Regions from separate parts of the Hordeum vulgare genome. Here region 1 is linked to region 2. Evidence: chromatin contacts called from public Hi-C data. All regions are on one chromosome and are shown on one strand. The core of a region is the stretch at or near the end of the contact, and the rest is flanking DNA. Distances in the headings are between cores, read along the strand shown.

What was found. A called contact is a pair of places that touch in the nucleus more often than the background predicts.
Region 1: a Hi-C map of leaf shows a contact between it and region 2, with 4 times the contacts expected there. The contact joins two enhancer-like sites. A contact is called at or near these places in 2 of 6 Hi-C or Micro-C datasets (leaf and seedling).

Annotation. Positions count from the first base shown.
Region 1 is chr6H:475,712,609-475,717,797 of MorexV3_pseudomolecules_assembly, forward strand. No RefSeq gene overlaps it. Among protein-coding and RNA genes, the nearest start is that of LOC123403917, 15 kb to the right of the region's middle. Within about 2 kb of position 2,888, at least 2 of the 3 cell types and tissues checked have open chromatin away from gene starts, as enhancers often do. A contact at or near this core is called in leaf, where this site is marked.
Region 2 is chr6H:474,929,919-474,935,186 of MorexV3_pseudomolecules_assembly, forward strand. No RefSeq gene overlaps it. Among protein-coding and RNA genes, the nearest start is that of LOC123405501, 350 kb to the right of the region's middle. Within about 2 kb of position 1,858, at least 2 of the 3 cell types and tissues checked have open chromatin away from gene starts, as enhancers often do. A contact at or near this core is called in leaf, where this site is marked.

The DNA.
Region 1 (5,189 bases), core at 1,638-4,137, 780 kb after region 2:
ACACCCGTCACGGCTAACTTTTCAAAGTAGCTATGGCGGGTGACCCGTCCCACGTGCCACTAATTTGTGATCACCTATAAGCCCTTTCCCATTAGTGATGTGTCAGTTCAGAGATGACTCCTTCTCAGTCCACATATGGTACAGATCGCTAACATCACAAAAAACATCACTAGTTTGATCCGTCTAAAAACAACAAGCCACCGCTACATCATTGCAAAATGTGGACTATTTGTCACATGTACAAACTTCACTACCAAATTAATCCGCCCACACAATAATTTCACATCTACAAAAATTAGACACAAGTAGCAAACAATAACTCTAATGGATTATTAGCTCCAAAACTATTATTTACACCTTCAAAAATCCTGCCATGATGGCTTAAAACTTGCCAAAAAATACACACAAATAAGAATCACAACATGTGCAAGGTGAAGAGGACGGAACCCTAGCTATGGATCCCCAGCATCAACTATTTTCTTTCACACCTACTCTACAACAAAGGTAACCTAGCTTCTCTGCATCCACACCCCTAGCGCCAGATCTCCCAAAACTCCCAAACCCTAAACGAACAACACAAATCACCGAACAAATCGACCGATTTTACCACGCCTACACAACTATAATCAAGGAGAAGTGTGAGGAAAATATGGAGAACGAATAGATCAGCATACATTTCCCCGAGAACAACATATCACATTTTTACTTACTGATGAAACCATGAAAGTATGGACACAACATTCTCCATCGAACCAACAATGAAATCAAATAGCAGAAAGAAAGAAACTAAATGAAGATGAAGCTTTGCCCCTCTCACTGGCAAGTGGCAAGCAAGATGGACCTCTCAACAAAGATGGTGACCACAGAAACAACAACCTGCCCGAGGTTATCCATTATACGCATGTACATCCTCCAACTCATAATGGATAATAAACTAACTCGTGGATTATCAAGATGACACCACATCAAGAATTTGCAGAAAACTCTACTCCGAGCTACGACTTGTACAAACATTTCGGAGTTGATTAACCAATAACAATGTATAAACAAGATCTCTAGGCACTTCCAATGCAATGAATTCATCCCTCCATTAACCTCAATTCAGTGTATCCTGCCTCTACTCATTTAAATTGGTGGAGCCCTAAGAAGACAGCAAGCAAGGTCAAAGACACCATGAAGATAACCTAGTTGTTGTGCATCCACACCCCTAGTGCAAGATCTTCCAAAACTCCCAATCCATAAACAAACCCCTAGTCGTCGATCCCACACCACAAGCTTATTTGTATCACTCCTACTGGACGAACGGAAATACCCTACCTACTGCGGATCCACACCACAAGCTTATTTTATCACACCTAGCGCCACATTTCACAAAACTCCCAAAACCTAGACGAATGACACAAATAACCCAAGAAATCGATCGATTTGACCACGCCTACACAACTATAATCGAGCAGAAGTGTGAGTAAAAGCTGGAGAACGAATAGATCGGCATACCTCTCCCCGAGATCAATCCCTTCGCCACGAACTCTACAGAGGAAAATCGACGAGGGGAACAAGAACTCAGCGACCACACAGACACGAAACTTCCACGGTAACCCTCACCTTCACAACCGGGAGCAGTCACCGCAGCTGCGGCTCTACGGGAAGAGAGGACAAAAGGTAGTAAATTGCAAAGAAGAACCACAATTGGGGCATTGGAACTAGATTGGTACCAAGATTGATAATTTTTACGGGTTAGTACCAACTTTGGGGCGATACGTTGCAAGAAGGTCTAAACCGCATATAAATACATATTAACAGTGTATCTAACCGACGGGACCCACCTGTCAGGTGCCCACGTGGCATGATTGTCACAAAAAAAACCTTGGTTTGTACGTAATCACATAAATGCATATATTTTTACGAAAAAATAATTTCTATGAGAGATTTTCTTTTCGTTCGCAATTTTTCAACACAGAATTGGACTCTTATAAAGTTTTCATCGATTGAAACAATCAAAAATGTTAAACAAAATAAGGCTTCGATACTCGAACTCGCGACCTCACCTAAAGAGGCGAGGCGTCGAACTAACACACCACGGAGCGATATGCATTACAAGATCTGCTTTATAGTGGTGTGTACATGTTGGGCCAGTTGATTCAGCCCAGCAAGGCTGCGTGCGCTGAATTACTGTTTAAAAAATTATATGTAACTATTATATTACGCAATTATTAAAAAATGCTATTTATATGTTGCGACGCTGCGGGAATCGATACAAATATTGTGTATCCTCATTATATTTTCAATATACGCAAAAGTAATAAAAATATATGCCCAACAGACATTTTTAGAAACACACAATTACTTCAAAAGTTGATGAAACATATTAAAAATATTTGTTTAGTTATCATAAATTTTATAAATCCATCAAAATTGTTCAACTTTTATAAAAAAGGTGTTTCTTAAAATGCAAAATGATTTTACACAATAATATGTAAAAATGTTCATCATATTTTAAGAAAATTGCTTATGCTTTTAGATATAACTGTATAATCAACTATTACAAAAATTTATTCTTCATATCTACATTTCTGAACATTTTTTCAAATACACATTGTCAAAACAAAAAGTTCACCATGCACTATTTAAAATGTTTATCATATATTAGAAAAATTGTTCAACATATGTTATAAAAATTGTCAATTTCCTCTTAAAATATGTTCATCATATATTACCAAAATATTATTATATTAAAAAAATGTTCAGCGTTTGTAAAAAGAACCTGGGCAAAAAACAAGCCCCATTAAAACGCGAAGCAGAAAAACAAAGCAGGCCTCGCAGCCCCAGTTACCGGCCCATATATTAATAGCTAAAAGAGACCACGCATGTGTTCTAACACCAGGGTCGACGTGGCGTGGTAGCTAGGGCGTCATGCCTCGCCTCTATACTTGGCGGGTTTTAGTCCCCTGGACGGCGGTTTTGGTTTCTTTTATTTAATTGTTCCATTCGACGAAAAAACATTCAAAAGTGTCCGATTATGTGTTTGAAAATTACGAATAAAAAAATCTTTCATAGGATCATTTTTCCTGCAAAATAAAGGACATTTATATGATTATGTATAAAGTAAAGGTTTTTTTTGCAAAAACTTGTCACGTTGGCATCTGACAAGCGGGTCCCGTCGGTCCGATATACCGTCAATACGTATTAACAACGGTTTTAGCCTATTTTGCAACGTATCGCTCCAAAATTGTTACTAACAAGTAAAAAATTACTAATCTGCTTCCAATGCCCCAATTGTACTACTTTGCAATTTACTCGAACATGAGGGAGGAGGGGAGGAGAGGAGAAATGACAGTTTGACGGAGGAGAATAGGAGAAGCGATCGAACCGGCCAGTCTAACTAGGACGGCCTTGTCGGGGAACGCCTTATGTGATTCGTCGAAGTTCGCTCGCGTAAGGCGAAAAATAGTGGGAGCTACTACCTGCCGCTTATTGCGGTAGAGAGCCCCAGCGCCGCACAAGCAGCAACCCGATTGGGCCGGTTCAGTTTTTTTTTCTATTACCTTTTTTCTTCTCTGTTTTTTTTATTTTTTTTGTTTTTCTTTACTTTCTTGTTTTCCTTTTTTTATGTGAGACAAAATCATTTTTATAACTTGAGTAAACAATTCTTAAAAAATGTGAACAAATTTGGAAGCGCGGATAATTTTTAAAACACGAACAGTTTTTTAATTTTCAGAACAAAAATTTAAAAAGGAGAACAATTTTGAAAAACCCCACACAAATTTGAAAACATGAATAAATTTTTAAAGCATGAACATTTTATTTTAAACTGAGAAATTTTTTAAAAACGTGAACAAATTTGGAAGCGCCAACAATTTTTTAAAGCACGAACATTTTTTGAATCTTGAGAAGAAAATTTTGAAAAGGAGAACAATTTTGAAAAACCATGAACAAATTTTAAAGCACAAATATTTTTAGAATTTTGAAGAACAATTTTAGAAAAATGTGAACAAATTTGGAAGCGCGAACGAGTTTTTATTGCGTAAACATTTTCATTTTGCACGCATGCATTATTGTTTTGTATGTGTGCGCTTGGTTATGCTTATTTCCTTATATAAACTCTCAAATTCATTATTTTCTAGTATATGTGTGTGGGGGAATGATATGTCTTGCACTTTGTGTCTCATTTTATCAAGACTGTATTGATGAGTAATGCTCATCCTTATCTTAGTCTTCTGAAGTGCTTTGCCATGACTAACACACATTATTTTGGTTGAGCCTATTCTTAAGTTGCTTATTTTACATGTTGCTCAGCCATTTGTTTTGTGCAAGTGATATGATTATTGTCTCATTTATCTCCTTACACTCGTTGTGTGTTTTTATTAATTTTGGGGGAGTAACGATCCTATTTTGTGCACTTGTATCAAATACAAAAATCTCTTATTAGTGCACAGATCATGGGGAGCTTCTCTAGTTTTGATGAAACACTCTGTTGCCTTTATCATAATATCTTTTATTCATGTGGTTCGAAGGACCATATGGTTGTTTGTTCCATCTGGTATCTTTTGATTGCTTGCCTCTATTTTTGTATGTCTTTGTGGCATACGATCCTTTTATTTGCAATCTTTGGGTCATCAATATAGTTTTTTTTTCCTCCAACTACTTATCATAGTATTTGTGTATTTCTTTGCACTCATTTGTTGAGAAGTATACACTTTTTGGAGGACCACCAAATATATTGGCTTTCTAAACTTTTCGTCCATTTTGGCAATCGATGCCAATGGGGGAGAAGTTTAGAGAGTTTACTTTGGATATGTTTAGAGGGTTTTGCTTTTATTGCATAAGCATTTCCATCTTGCACGCATGCATTATTGCTTTGTATGTGTGCGCTTGGTTATGCTTATTTCCTTATATAAACTCTCTTGAAGTGGTTGTCATCAATTACCAAAATGGGGGAGATTGTTAGAGCATATATCTCCATATGTGGTTTTGGTAATTTATGACAATTCCTATGGACTAATGGTTGCCTTAAGTTATATTTATAGGATTTGTCCATAGGCACTTCTTGAAGTCCATCTGTTGGGTTCAAGGAGTTTATATGATGACCAATGTGGTATTCAAGGTATTATCCAAAGAATGGTCATAGAGACACACGGTTGATCAAGATCGTCACACAAAGAGTAAATCAAGATGATCAACACACAAAG
Region 2 (5,268 bases), core at 608-3,107:
ACATTCAAGAAGTGTTGCCGGCTTGTGTGTGTACTGGACAAGCCCAATATGGTGGGTGCCTTCAGGGAGACGACTTACTGTGTAGCTTGCAACAAGACATAGGCATACCCAATTTTTTGATCCTTCGGGCGATAACTAGAGCCGTCGGTCTTATTTTATTGGCCCGAATATTTGTAATGTGTCTACCCTGAGATCAGTCTACTTGAAAATGAAAACCCCAAAAAATAGGATCTATACTCCCCCAACTATTTCTTTGGCTTTTCATTTTCTTTTATTTCCCGCAAAAAAAAATGAAACCCCAAAAAAATAGTTTGGGGGAGTCCCAATGGCTGATCCTATTTGATGCTTGCTAGCGTCAAGAAGTCGTGCCTTTGCTGAGGCGACCTCCGCTTGAGCCAGCCCACGAATAGGATTCGCCTGCTTTTCGGTTCGCTGCTGCTTCCTTCGTTGTTCTCTGCGTTTTTTTAGTTTTTCTTTTGTGGAGTTTTTCTTTCAGTTACATGTTTTGTGCGATTTTCAGTAGATTTGTTCTGATTATTTTTTGTCTACTTTTCCGTTCGTTTTTTTATTTCATGTAACTTTTCTGTTTTTCATGTGTGTTATATGTAAAGTTTACGACATACTAAAAATTGTTTATTGTATTTTAGGAAAATGCTCACCTTATATTATAAAAAGTTCAATGTACATTCTAAAAATGTTCAACGTATATCACAAAACAAAATGTTCAGTGTATATGGAAAATTGTTCATCATATATCTGCTCGCCAACAAATGGGCCGGCCCGTTGAGATCATGCATCTGATCGAAACCTTTGTCTGCTTGACACTAACGAGCGTCAGCTAGGACGCATTTCCTATTTGGCATCACAGGCGCAAGTTAACGTGTATAATTGTTAATTGGCGTCTGTGGCATTCGAATTGCACCGGGCCATATAGGTGTTTGTGACTTTTTTCTTCGAAAATTGTATGAATTTTTTTGAATAAGATGATTTTTTTTAATTTCAACGAATGTTTTTTCAGATTGATGAACTTTTTTGAATATTGATGAACTTTTTTGGAAATTTGATGAACATTATTCTGAAAATGGATGAACCTTTTAAATGTTTATGAACCTTTTTTTTAGATCAGTGATCTTTTAAAAAAATACATTGACTAGTTTTAAATTTTCAGTGAAATTAGTTTCCACGTGACTAACTTTTCTCAAAATTATTGTACCTTTTTTAAAGATATGAAAAAAAAAATCAAATGAAAAAATCTTTATTGTAATCTGTAAATCATTTTGATTTTATATTGTTTTCGTAACAAAGAAAATTAAAAAGAAAAAAAAACTGGACACAACTCTAGTGTGGGCGCCCGTTAATGATCCAGCGCCTGCAGCGCTGCTAGTATGTGGGGCTATTTTAAATTTGATTTTCTTGAACAAAGGTCAATTTTGAGAAAAGGTCATCAAGTTGAAAAAAGATTTCATTGAAAATGAAAAAAAGTTCATCCAACTTCGGAAAAGTTCAATCAATATTTAAAAAGTTCAATAAATTTCAAAATGTTCATAAAAATTTAAGATAAGTTCATGCATTTTTTTCTAACTTCGTTGAATTGTAAAAAAGTTGATAATTGTTTTCAAAGTCCATCCATTTTCAAAAGATGTTCATCAAATTTAAAAAATGTTCTTCAATATTAAAAACAGTTCATCAATCTTCAAAAGTGTTTCTTGAAATTTAAAAACAGTTCGTCGATATTCAAATAAGTTTATAGAAGTTTTTTTTAAATGTCACAAGCGCTTGCATGGACCAGTCCAGTTAGAGCACCACAGATGCGAGTTAATAATAATGTACGTTAACTGCTGCCGGTGGCGCGAAATAGGAAATGACGCGAGTAATCGCTGGAGGAAGGACCTAGATGTCCCGACCACCAGCACGGCAGGTCATAACCTCATGTTTTCGTTTTTTTAATATTTTCTGTTTATCTACCTTTGTTTAGAATTTCAAATATTCCAAATGTACGGACTCTAAAATTATTCTATTAAAACATTTCGAAAAGGTTGAAAAATTATTTGAAATTTTTGAGCAAGTATTTGCATACTATTGAATAGGTATTTGAAACAATATTGATCATGTATATAAAAAAATAATCATCATTTGAAAACAAATGTTGAACTTGTATTTGAAAAATTGTTGAACAAGTGTTTTAACAATGTTGAATAAGTACTAGAAAATGTTAAATAGGTTTTCGTAAAATGTTGAATAAGTGCTTGAACAATGTTGAACGTGTATACCGAAAATGCTGATCACTTTATTTTGACATATACGACAATGTAGAGTGAAGCTTTTTGCCTTGCGTTGTAGCGACGGGGCTAGCCCAGTTATATCTCGTTTTTCCCCCTTGATCTTCGCCCGCCCACCCGGTGGGTTGGTTCGTTCCATGTGTTTTTCATTCTCTTTGCTTTTTCACTGCTTTTTATTTATTTTCTGTTTTCTTAGCATCTTCCACGGTTTTCTTCCTTTCTTTCCCGGTTTCTAGTGATTTGTTTTTTTTTGCTTCTGTAGGTTTAAATTGATTTTTTTGCTTCTCTTTCCTTCTTCGGTTTTATTTCTTTCTTTCTTGAATTTCATTAATTTTCTTTGTTTTTAAATTTTTTAAATTCTTTTTTACATTTGTTTTTAATTTTGTTTTTCCGTTAATTTTTTTTGTTTTCTTCTGGTTCTATTCTCCAGTTCTCATGTGCGTTAACAACATTTTATTTTGACACACATTTAATATTTGTTTAAATATGGTCAACATTTTTACACATATTTCGAAATGATTTATTAACATTTTCATATACAAGATTAACAATGTTTGAATATAGAGTCAGTACATTTTCTATACACCCTTTGAAAAAATGTCAAATGCTTCATTAAGATTATCCAAGTACAAGATTAGTATTTATAATAAATATTTAACATTTTTGCGAGCACATTTAACATTTTTGAAGTTCTCGATTAATATATTGATATGCATTATTAAAAAATTTAACACATGATTAACATTTTCTAAACATAAATAACATTTCTTAAATGATTAATTATTATTTTTTCAAATATTCTTTAAACCTTTTTTCAAATGCTTGATTACTACTTTATAAAAATTATGATAAAAATTGCATTATATTTTCAATACATATTCAACATTTCTTTTATACACATTTACCATTTTTTAAATACTTGTTCAACCTTTTTTCAAATGCTTGATTGATACTTTTATATACATGATCTCAGTTTTCTCATCATTTTTTAATACATGGTCAGAATTGTTTTATACACATTTAACATTTTTTAATGCTTGCTTACCCTTTTTCCATAGTTTCTTCATCTTTTTTAAAATGCTTGATTAATTGTTTCATATATACATGATCAAATTGTATCATACATATTTTACATTTTTATACATTTTTCATTTACCTGATGAACATTTTCTCTATACACATTCGACATTTTCATATGCTTGGTCAACATTCAACATTTATACATATTTTCCAAGGTATAAACAAAAGTAAGACAAGAAAGCAAAAATGAAAAGAGGACCGTGAAAAAACCCTAAACACCAGGCTATTGTTTTTTGTGCACCTTTGTCGGCACAACTCGCGGCACCCAAACCTTCAGCGAGGATTCCCTAAATCGCACTAGATGCAAGAAACATGGTCACTCGCCCGTATCCTTTTGACTAAATGGCCCCTCAAGGATCTTATGTCGCCCACTAACCCCCGAAAACACTTATTTCGTCGCTTCACCCCCTCCTTTCGTGCCTTGCCGTTAGACATGTAATATACACGTTAGCACGCCTTCCTATTTGACGCCTTTGATCGTCCCCGATGACCAACCACCACCGTGACAAACACACAGCACATCCACTCGGTTGGCGTGATAGAGCCGGACGAGACGCGTTTCTATGCCACACCTTCTTTTGTGTTAATGAGGCAGACTGATATATCCAACTACTGGTTGGTATCGTAGATGCATCCAACCAACATATTGGATAGTTTGGTGTGGCATGGACACACTCATCTATTTGGTGCAATACACTCTTGTGGGCCGTAGCTGCACGTCGTCGCGTGTGCTCACTAGGCGCTTAACTGCAAACAGAAAACTTGCAAGGCTTGACTTAAAATTTTAGATGGCCTGGATCTCCATTACTCTGTGACTATTGTGTGAGTATCCCGTGGCATTTGCTTCCTCCTATTTAGCCTTCTAAACCTTTTTTCGTGAGACCATTTAGCATTACTCATCGCCTTGCTACCCGCTGCCCCTCGTTCCCCTATTCCCTGCAGCCATGCATCCTCGTCTTCCCGATCACCGCATGCATGTGCCTTCGCCGTGTAGGATTCAATCTCGATAGCCGACAAGCCAAATATGTCCCCAAAGCCATGAAAGGAGTTTATTCATGAGTACATGGACGAACTTGAGTGGCGATTTCATTCAAAGATGGTCAGAAAGTAGGCTGTTAGTGCCAACCCCCATGTAGGGAGGATCCAACAATCCTTGTGATCATGTAAATAGTCCCGGCGCACCATACATACCATTCGATGGTTTCAAATTGGTAAGATCTATCTAGTTCTGGTGGTTACTATTTTTGATTATGCATGTAGTAGCACTGTTTAAATCCTAGGTTCGGAGAGAGTGTGGATTCATGTTGGGGTTTGAGAAATATGTACCAATCTTGTTATATTTGTTCTGATAAAAAATATATACGGATCTCACATTAAGATTTCAAATTGGTACTATCCGGGTTTTTTTAACATTCAGTCAGGTCTTATTTGATATATTTTGATTGCATAGATGGCTTATCCATGTTGTTGTAGTTATCACTCTGTATTTAGATCGGTCATTAGGCAATTCTGTGGCACATGTAGTTCTGAATTGAATGTACTTTATGTGTCCTTAGATTGGTGATTCAGCAAGCGTCAGCCTTGCTATGGTGAATCTGGATATGTTGCTCTTGTCGACAATGTCCCGAAGGATAATACTGAGCATGTGCTACATGTGCGCATTCTCGCGAAGCACCAAGCGAGAATGACAAGTAAGTTTGAAAAGGAGCAAAGGCGAGCATCAAGTTTGCTGGCTGGACGCGTGCCGCTCATAGAGGAGGATTGGGAGAATGCGGAGGGTGCATCTAACAGCTCCGACAGTGAGCAGTTAATGCTGGAGCCATATTGCCCTGTTGATTGATACCTCTGTAGTAATAATGGTGATCACCGCAAGGGGAAGTAATAAGGGGAAGGGGGGCACTGTCATTGT